Regions from separate parts of the Danio rerio genome. Here region 2 is linked to region 1. A link is a contact called in public Hi-C data. All regions are on one chromosome and are shown on one strand. The core of a region is the stretch at or near the end of the contact, and the rest is flanking DNA. Distances in the headings are between cores, read along the strand shown.

Evidence for each region. Hi-C and Micro-C count contacts between places; a contact is called where the count stands out from the background.
Region 2: a contact with region 1 is called in a Hi-C map of hematopoietic stem cells, with 2.5 times the contacts expected there. The contact joins the promoter of ino80da here to the enhancer-like site in region 1. A contact is called at or near these places in 2 of 18 Hi-C or Micro-C datasets (hematopoietic stem cells and an unstated tissue).

What each region holds. Positions count from the first base shown.
Region 1 is chr9:1,041,842-1,047,618 of GRCz12tu, forward strand. The region is part of intron 1 of zmp:0000001200; the gene reads left to right. Among named protein-coding and RNA genes, the nearest start is that of zmp:0000001200, 25 kb to the left of the region's middle. Within about 2 kb of position 3,295, at least 5 of the 62 cell types and tissues checked have an H3K27ac peak or open chromatin away from gene starts, as enhancers often do.
Region 2 is chr9:1,190,909-1,196,685 of GRCz12tu, forward strand. ino80da (INO80 complex subunit Da) reads right to left here and starts at 2,992. Exons shown (of 11, transcript NM_001423326.1): 1 at 2,778-2,992.

The sequences.
Region 1 (5,777 bases), core at 2,045-4,544:
ATAAGTGTGTTTGATGTGTGTTATCTCTCAGGGTTCAGGAAACAGCATCAGATTCGACTCTATAAATGGGCTAAATGTGTTTCCTTCACAGGAAGGGTGTGTGTGTGTGTGTGTGTGTGTGTGTGTGTGTGTGTGTGTGTGTGTGTGTGTGTGTGTGTGTGTGTGTGTGTGTGTGTGTGTGTGGTTCTGCTGGATGTGTGAACTGATGTGATAACCTTCAACCTCAGCGGCTCCTCTCTCCTGTCCAGAGTCCAGATCACCACTTCACTCATCTTTTTCATCGTTTAGCTTAGCTTAGCATAGATCATTGAATCAGATTAGACCATTAGCATCTCGTTCAATTGGCCAAATAGTTTTGACGAAGAATTAAAAGTTGTTATTTTTAAGGATAATATGGTTAGGAACTATACTCTTACTCCAAGAAACATAATCAAGAATCTTTGCTGCTGTACCATGACTGAAAGGACAAGATCTCGGATACAAGCGGCCGAGTTTCCTTCGCAGGGTGGCAGGGTGCACCCTTATAGATAGGGTGAAGAGCTCTGTCTCCCGGGAGGAAAATTGAAACTGAATTAATAGGCCTTTTTCACACTTCCTGGTTCCGGTAAGCGAAGCAGTGTACCACAACATCCGGTTTCAATGCGACGGAGCAAGAAAGAATGGCAGGGTCATCTCATCGTTGTGATTGCTGCTTTCCCAGCTGCTCTAACTCAAAAACGACACTCTTACTTTAATGACCACGATCTCCCGAAAGACGAAGGACAGGGAAATGTGGATGACATGGATGACAATATTAAAGGGGGTTAAATGCTGTTTCAAGTTATATGTGGGAGTACGCTCGTATGCTGTATGCACTTCAAAGCGGAGATTATCATGTTTCATTAAAGACTGGTGGTCTATGGTTTATTTTGATGAGTAATTATAATATAGACAAAACTCCAGTTAAACTATCTGCCTTCCACAAACAAGTGCTCATCATGGTCATTAATCTATAAGCATGATTTATCCCTACATTGTTGTTATTTTGGAATAATAGACAGTTCATACAAATGCAAATCTCTTTTTTTTTAATTGGTTTGACAGTAAAATTATTTGTTTAGTCAGTTATATAATAAAGATGGTAAACTTTTCTTACAATGAAGTCCTTTATTACAAAATCAAAATATTACAAAACCCAGCAAGTTTTCAACTGTTATTGGTTCAATTCCTGCAGAGACATGTTATTCATTTATGTTATTTAGAGGTATTAATAAGACCATCCTTCTGATGCTTCATCTTTTGATATTACTAAATCTTATGTCGGCAAATTTTGTTTTACTAAATACCAAGAGTAATGATAGAGATATTCATACTCTTTTCCAAAAAGAAATCATTACTGTACCTTATATTCAATTTTATTATATGTCTTTATTAAAGGGTGAATTGAAGAAAAGTGTGGCTGTTACCACAGAAATATCATGTTAGAAATAGAATTAAAGAAATATCCTATAAACTCATCCACAGGTTTTATCCAGCAAAACATTGTTTGCAAAAATTTAAAAGTGGGATTGATGTAAATTGTATTTTTGTAACGAATATGAGGAGACAGTTTTACACTTATTTTGGCATTGTACATAGTCAGCTTATGGGGTGAGTTGCAAAATGTATTAATAATGATTCTTTTGTGTTCAACCTCTTTCATTATGGATAAATGTACATTTGGGCTTTACTTGATTATCCTAATCTAGAGGAAAATAGTTTTATTTATTTAATTTGCTTATGTTGTTAACAAAATTGTACATTCATAAATATAAATTTACTAATATGAAACCAGATTTTAAGGTATTGATGACTGAAATATGCTTGTACAATACCAGTATCAACTCTCTAAACAAGAAACTCGACCCACTTTAAAATGTGTGAACTCTACAATGTATTTCATTATTACATATGTTATATTACATTTTGTATATTTGTATTTTATTTATAATTACCCCCTGGTATGTACATTTTTGTATTGTAAAATGTTATTTTCTGTTCTTTAAATAAATAATAAAAATGAATATTATCCACGAGTAGGAGCTAATGTGTTTCCAGACTTGAGAAAACCTCACGAGCATTAAACAACCTGTAATGTATTAACCGATAGCAACTCGCCTGTATAGCTAACTTACCTCGCCATTCACTATATCTGACTCTGAATAAAAAGGAAGGAGGGGGTTAGCACAGTTTACAGACGGGACTACTGACATTAAACTCATCCTGCCGGATGTTAAATAGCCAGGTTAATCTAGCTTACGAATGGCTTGAATGAGCAGATTTTATGTTGTTGGCTGTGCACCTTACTGGAACCTGATGTTGCAAACGGTAAGACACGTTTTCTGCAAAAACTCTGCAAATCGGTATCATCTTTTAAAAGCTGTTTTATTAAGGCAGTTTTACACATTCACCGAACAACATCTTCTTGTCCAAATTATGGCAAAGTTGACCGTGAGAAAGTCATCCGCTGTCCCGAGGCTGTCATGTCTCTGCGACTCATAGCGAACCCGGAAATATCGATACACTGCTTCGAAGGGCGCTTCCGGTGTTCAATTCCGCTGTGAAAAAGGTCTATTGCACAGCTTTGGTTAATAGAGTTACGGTGACCTCGTAGCGAACTTTGTGCACATGTTGGTTTCTAAGGCTTGACGGAGCATTATTATATTTTGAGGTTGATTAAATTATTGGTAGGGATGTTTCAGTAGTTGGTGTGGACACGTCCCCTGCGTCCATGCCAATTCTACACCCTTGATATTGTAGAGCACAGGTGTCAAACTCAGTTCCTGGAGGGCCGCTGCTCTGCAGTTTAGTTCCAACCCTAATTAAACACACCTGATCAAACGAATTGAGTTCTTCAGTTTTGTTTGGAACCTATTCACCTTATTCTTCACTGATGAGCGGGCGCTGCCATTTGAATCTTTTTGGCTCGAGACTTCTGGTCTCATTCATTTTTAGACATTAAAAATGCTGCTTGATGTTGCAGACTGATATTTCCTCAGAATATTATTCTACTTTGTCTGTATAGTCATGCAAACTTTTGTTTGTAGAGCGAGTAGTTTGACCGTTTTTTGACGTTTATTATTCCTAGTCATTTCTCCCATAGGCGACTGAATCGGAAGTTCTAAAACAATCACAAAAACTGCCGCACTTCCGCATATTAGAACAAGGTCAGTAGGTAAGTGTGTTGAAGCAGGGTTGGAAGTAAACTATGCAGGGCCTTCCAGGAACTGAGTGTGTTGTAGAGTGTTGAGCATGCAGAGACTCGCTCAGATGAATTGAGCTGCAGTGTGCTGTTGTGCCTGCAGGTGGCAGCAGTGCTCTTCTGTAATGCTTTACTGGTGTTTTATTTTACATGTGTGGAAATACAAATGTGATCAGTGTGTTTCATTAATTAATGCTACATTTATCTCTTGTTTGTGTGTGTGTGTGTGTGTGTGTGTGTGTGTGTGTGTGTGTGAAAATAATAGTTTTGTCATGTAGTTAATACACTGGTAGAAAATGCGTGTACAATTTTTCACTCACCTTATTATCAAGACACTTCTCACTCACAAATTACAAGCGAATAGAATCATAATAAAATAAAGTCAATATATTTGATAACTAGAGTGTTTATTTTAAAAATACCATAGTGTTTTGAACCCTACTATAGTACAGTGTTTATATTGTATATACATTCATTCATTCATTTTCTTTTCGGATTAGTCCCTTTATTAATCTGGGGTTGCCACAGCAGAATGAACCGCCAACTAATCCAGCATATGTTCTATGTTGCAGATGTCCTCCTGTCACTGGGAAACATCAATACACACTAATTCACACATACAGTACAGACTATTTAGTTGATCAGTTCCCCTATAGCGCATGTGTTTGGACTGTGGAGGAAACCGGAGCACCTGGAGGACACACAAACACCAACACAGGGAGAACATGCAAACTCCACACTGAAACAATCAACTGACCCAGCCTGGGCTCGAACCAGAGACCTTCTTGCTGTGTGGCCACAGTGCTAACCACTGAGCCACCGTGCCGCCCATGTTGTACATGCGCATGTCATATATAGATGAAATCCTGTATATTACTTTAAGGTTATTATTGTTCATAGAAATTCCCAGAAATTGCATTTTCAAAAAAAGAAAACCACTATTGTGCGGGAAAACAGTAGACTTGGCAACCCTGGGGGTGTTTTCTAGATCTCTGATTGGGGGGTTTTCCTGAGTCTGACCTCTGACCTCTTCATCATCACATGAGTTGTGTAATCCAGGCGCATGTAAGTGCAGGAATGAGGAAACGTGCGGAGGGTGTAACCTGGACGCTGACAAAACACACACTTCCACCAAAACAGACCCTCGGAGAGCTTACACACACACACACACACAACCACACACACACACACACACACACGCACACACACACACACACTGAGGGTTTGTTTATGTGCAGAGTGTGTGTTTCTCAAATGCCTGTTAATTGCCTTTTGTTTCTCCGTGGGTCAGTGTGAACTCTCTGTCTTAGAGGGAGTCAGCCTACAGCAAACATCTGTGTGTAAAGAGGCTGTGCTCTGCTGGATTTAAGGGGACAGTTCACGCAAACAAGACAATTCTGCAATCATCAATGATGGGCAATAAACAGCCATTGACTTCCATAGTATTTCTAGATTCTGCGTGCCAATGGTTGCTTTTTTTAGCATCCCATTTAAAAATACTAGAGTAAATGTTTGTAAACACTGTAGATTTTTAAACCATCATATAGTAATGAGTGAATGAACATGGCGTAGGATAGTGCATGAGTATGCGATTTGGAACGCACCTTGAGTTTTGAGGCCAGTTTCAAAACAGTCAACCATATGAGGGCTGTCTTTCTCGCTCACTCTTGCACACACACACAGACACATACACACATGCATGCACACATACACACACACACACACACACACGATCATATACACAAATAAACACACACATACATATATGCGTTCATGCGCACACACACACTCTCTTACAAACACACACATACCTATGCATGCACAGACATACACACACACGCATGCATACACAAACAAGCGCACACACACATGCATGCAAACATACACATGCATGCGTACACACACACACACACACACACACACACACACACACACACTTATATACACACATGCATGCTCACATGTGCGCGCACACACGCACTTATGTACATACATAAACACACACAAACACACACACACACACTTATGCACACACATAAACAAATACACACGCATGGATGCACACACACACTCTTACAAACACACACATACCCATGCATGCACAGACATACACACACACACACGCGCATGCATACACAAACAAGCACACACACACATGCATGCAAACATACACATGCATGCGTACACACACACACACCAGACACACACACTTATATACACACTTAAACACACACATGCATGCTCACATGTGCGCACACACACACACTTATGTACATACATAAACACACACAAACACACACACACACACACACACACTTATGCACACACATAAACAAATACACATGCATGGATGCACACACACACTCTTACAAACACACACATACCCATGCATGCACAGACATACACACACACACACGCTTGCATACACACACACACACACACACACACACACACACACACACTCACTTATGTACACACATAAACACATACATACGCATGCATGTGCACACACACTCCCTTACAAACACACATACCCATGCATGCACAGATATACACA
Region 2 (5,777 bases), core at 1,742-4,241, 150 kb after region 1:
TCTAGGCTAATTTATAACAGCAGAGTGTTCTCTAGGCTAGTTTTTAAAGCAAATGGGCTCTAGGCTAGTTTGAAACAGCAGACAGCATGCTAGGCTAGTTTCTAACAGCAGATGGTGCTCTAGGCTAGTTTCTAACAGCAAACATCGCAGTAGGCTAGTTTTTAACAGCAGACGACGCTCTAGGCTAGATTCTAACAGCAGATGGCGCTCTAGGCTTGCTAACAGCAGACGAACTCTAGGGTAGTTCCTAACAGCAGGTGGCGCTCAAATGATGTGTTCACACCAGAAGCGGCACACGCGGATAAATCGCGATATTCGTTTGTAAATAGAAGCGTGAACATTTGAGTTTACTTGCTTCATTCGTGAGTCAAATCCCCTTTACAAGAGATGCGGAATCGCGTCATGGGCATGGCTTCTGTCTGCCCGATGACTTAGCTTTATTGCTAATTGGCTAACATGGATTTTATTGTGAGTAGCTGTGCTTTATGAAGGCTGAAAAACAGTGTCGATTCATTTGGTGCCGTGTCAGAGTCCACTAGATCCATTCTGAGGTGCATCCAGCTCTGTGAACTCATCAACTCCTCCAGAAACTGTACCTGGATGATGGAGGCTTCCGACTGAGCCGAGCCGAGTTTGATCAACTGTTGTCCGTTGTCGGCAAGAGGACTTCCCCTCGGGACACCAACAACAGGCACTACGTCAAAAGCACGCCCCTACAAGAAAATGCTCCTGACTGGTTAACGCAGCGCTAATGTCTGCTGAAGTTCAGATTTTCTAACTTGATCCATTCGCATGAAACGTGTTAAGCCTGTGAATCGTGCAAAACGCTCAATTTGCGGCGTTTCATACATGCGAATCACATCATCCGCGCCACCTCATTTGCCACAGGATCTCTAGTTGCATCTTTGCATGGTCTGATGTAAATCACTCACGCTTGACACGTAGTATAAGAATGCACAAAACAGATACAGGGATACTGAAGCATTTTAATGTCGCGTCAATCAGCTGATCTGTCAATTAGCTGATATACGAGCAACCTGCTGATAGATCCACTGATCTACTTGACTTTGAAATGCTCAAGTTTCCGAATATCAGTGTTTGAAGAGTGGTGAACTGATGAACTTCATGGCTAATCACAGTCTTTTCTTGTCTCTCAAATGTTAGCAGGAAATGGATGTTTTTAAAGTTTCAGCACAGATTGGAACCGAAGTCAAAACTTTGGACCACCCTACTCACAATGGCAGGGAGTTTACACATTAAAGTTTGGCAGTCACTTGATGGATAAATTATAAATTGGGCTTAACACAAACTATGCACACGCATGCTGATTGTTTTCATAGATTCCCAGATTGCGTGTTTACACAGAAACCACAATAGCGGGGATTTCAAAAACTTGCACTTTGAAACCAGTTCTAAAAATGATGAATTTTCAGTCCCCAGAATGCTGCTGTCTTGTAAACAGACAGTCAAATAGCATACAATTATTTAACATTTTTGCCTGTCATGTAAACAGACTCATACACTGACCACCTACTACAACACAAAGCTTGTCAATATTACATAATTCCCTGTCTATTACACATGATCCGGCACTGAAACACTGACGGTGTACAATAGAGCATCTCTGTTTAATGTTTGAACTAAAAGGCAACCCAGAGTCCCAGCTAGTTCAAGAGATCTTTGTCGTTAACCTATGACCGCAGTACAAGGATAAAAAACCAAATAATGTGACGGAGCCATCATATCACATAACTGTATTATGACTGACAGGATCATTCACCCTGCATTTGGTAGACTGGAAATATTTAGCCATGAGACGACCAATTAAAACAGGACAGAAATATGAATAATGAATAATGAATGGGGTAGCAAAACGTACTTTGATTTGTAAATAGTTTAAATATATGAAACAGAATGTTGAATATTTGTGTGCATCATGTCATATTTATGATAATTCAAAGTAATTGAGGAAAACGCGGACATAAGTTACAATGGTACGTGTCTAAACGATCTTATATCGTCAATTAGCGAATTAAAATGTTAATGTGGATATCATTAACGTTACTATACTGGTATGATCTTTCCATCAAGCTCGTACAACAACAAATGATCGATTTTGTTAAATAAACATCGCTGTCATCAAAACGATATGCTTATAAAACTCCTAAACCCAAACAATCGAATAGTACTTGAATACATATGCCTGTGCTAGAGCAAAGCTCTATTATTATTATGTTTAAATGTAGTTTGCGCCCCTGGCTGTCAAAATCGCACATTATTTTGATATTTCTCTCGTTAGCTAGGATGCTAAAAACAAACCCAGGAAACCGAAACACTGACATGATCCTGCGCTAGATTTAGTTTGGAAATGGCAAAAATAGAATTATAAGCTTATACAAGCTTTACATTTGTTATTTAAATAATGAATGAAATACGTAAAGTTTGTGTAAACTAATCGCTGCAAATGTTGCTATGAGTGATGGCGGATGAGGCCTGTCAAATCAGGCCGAAAGAGCGGGGCGCTGCAGCCGATGGAGGTTTAATAGTCGTTTAAACTAATCCTATTTACAAATAATATACATGTAAATTATTTTAAAATAATGCAGGATCACTCTATTATAGAATTGCTTCCGCAACACGATACAGCGAACCAAAATACGTTCTAAAGCGATGCAAACACTGGCCTACAATAGCAGCTAAGCCTCGGAGCTCGAGTCGAGCAGTTGAGGGGTCAGCACGCTCACGAGTCCGCTAGAGCAGTAATCGAGTCCGCTTACCAGCAGTGGGTTCAGCCTCTACGGGGTCTCGCTGTTTAAACGCCACAGATCATCAACTGCACCGAGTATTCATCGGAATTCCTTATGCTACTGAATACTGTTCCCTGCTGAGGTGGTGAAGCGATAAAGCATCCACTAATGTACTTTCGATATTATGTTGTCTTCTGCTCTCATTGAAACAGATCTGCGGGGGTTTAGAGTTCAGTGCTCGGCGGACTCACAGCTCCACCACCGGCGCCGCGGAGACATGACAACTGCTCCACTGCTGCTACTGTACCATCATCCTAAAAACTATGAGCACGGTGAGTCCTCTTCTTTTTCAAATCATAAATTACCCATTTACTTGTAACTTATTTTATTCATATCTACCCCTACCCAAACCCTCACAGTAATGTAGTAATTATTCTGAGTATTATTACATTGTTTATTAAATTACCTGTTAAATTGTATTTTATTGACGTCTACCCTTACACTAACCCTCAAAGTAATGTAAAAACAGTAATTATTCTGAGTATTATTCACATTGTTTATTAAATTACCCGTTATATTGTATTTTATTAACGTCCACCCCTTCAGCAACCCTCACAGTAATGTAAAAACGGTAATTATACCCAAGTATTATTCATAATATATAATTAATGACCCATTAAAATTTTATTTTATTAACGTCCACCCCTACCCCAACCACATTTCAACCCTGTTAATGGTAATTATTGTACATTTATTATTTTATTTGATTACATCAAATGTAAAAGTAAAAGCTTAATGTAGCCAAAAATAAATACAAATTTTATTCTCTTTGCAAACAAGACGAAGCATTTCAAAACGGAGTCTTAAATACTATAAGATTTAAGATGAATATAATTGACAAAAAGCACACAATAAAATGACTAAAAATGTCAAAATAAAACTTGAGAAAATCTTCATAACCTGATTTATGATATGTAATTCATTCTGGATTAATCTTGTTGGATTAGATCTTCTGGGTTAATTCGCTGATCATTCGCTGTTGTTATTATTGTGACTATTGATGCCATTATTACCATTTTCAAGGTAAACCACATTTTCTGTCTTGATTTCTGCTGCCACATTCGGATGCTCGGGTCAGAATTTGGCCTCAACAACATGAAAGCATGGATCATCCTGCCTTGTATCAGCGGTTCAGGCTGGTGGTGGTGGTGTAATGGTGTGGAGGAGATTTTCTTTGGGTCCATTAGTACCAGTTGAGCATCAACGCCACAGCCTACCTGAGTATTGCTGCTGACCATGTCCATCCCTTTATGAGCACAGTGTCTCCATCTTCTGATGGCTACTTCCAGCAGGATAACGCAGCATGTCATAAAGCTCAATCATATCAGACTGGTTTCTTGAACATGACGATGAGTTCACTGTACTCAAATGGCCTCCACAAGCACCAGATCTCAATCCAATAGAGCAGCTTTGGGATGTGGTGGAACGGGAGATTGGCATCATGGATGTGCAGCCGACAAATCTGCAGCAACTGTGTGATGCTATCATGTCAACATGGAGGGGAAACCACTGAGGAATATTTCCAGTAGCTTGTTGAATTTGAAGGATTAAGGCAGTTCTGAAGGCAAAATTGGTCCAACCCGGTACTTGTAAGTTGTACCTAATAAAGTGGCGGGTGAGTGTATGATATATATATATATAGATATTTACATTTTTATACAATTTGTATCATTCATTAATTTTCCTTCAGCTTAGTCCCTTCATTAATCAGGGATCGCCACAGCGGAATGAACCACCAACTCATCCAGCATATGTTTTACTCAGCGGATGCCCTTCCAGCTGCAACCCATCACTGGGAAACATCCAAACACACTCACTCACACTCATACACTACGGACAATTTAGCTTATTCAATTCCCCTAAAGCGCATCCCTTTGAACTGTGGGGGAAACCGGAGCACCCGGAGGAAACCCACGGCAACACGGGAAGAACATGCAAACTCCACACAGAAATGCCAACTGACTCAGCCAAGGCTCGAACCAGCGACCTTCTTGCTGCGATTTTACTACCCATTGCTCCATCTCGCTGCCCACAATTTGTATCATACACATATATATTTTATATCTAAATATAAATAAACCTTATCTCAGATATATGCATACATGTGTGTAATTTTATATATACATAATAAATATACACAGTACACACACACTTGTATTATGTCAAAACAAACTTTTATTTTGAATGCGATTAATCACAATGAATTTTTGATTTGCACTAGTTTATACATAATACAAATTATATATATAAATATACATAAATAGGGTGAGGCAGTGGCGCAGTAGGTAGTGCTGTCGCCTCACAGCAAGAAGGTCGCTGGGTCGAGCCTCGGCTCAGTTGGTGTTTCTGTGTGGAGTTTGCATGTTCTCCCTGCCTTTGCGTGGGTTTCCTCCTGGTTTTCTGGTTTCCCCCACAGTCTAAACACATGCGGTACAGGTGAATTGGGTAAGCTAAATTGTCCGTAGTGTGTGTGTGTGGATGTTTCCCAGAGATGGGTTGCAGCTGGAAGGGCATCTGCTGCGTAAAAACTTGCTGGATAAGTTGGCGGTTCATTCCGCTGTGGCGACCCCGGATTAATAAAGGCACTAAGCCGACAAGAAAATGAATGAATGAATATACATGAATATGTTAATATGTAATACAAATTATTTCTTTTGGATATTTTTGCATTTTATGTGCAATTTGTGTGTGTGTGTGTGTATTTCTACATGCATGTATACACATAATAATATATAAGTATTAATAAATGTATAGATTTTAATTTTAAAAATTCTTGCATTGTGAAGAAAAAGTCTAATTATCTATGGAAAGCATTGTTAATGCACTGTGATGCACCGAGATATTGAATTGAGCCAAATCGACGGCATGATAATCGTAACTGAATCGAACCATGAGACCAGTGTTGGTTCACACCCCTCATAAATATACATTTACACATGTTATGTAAATACAAATGTTTATCTTGGTTGC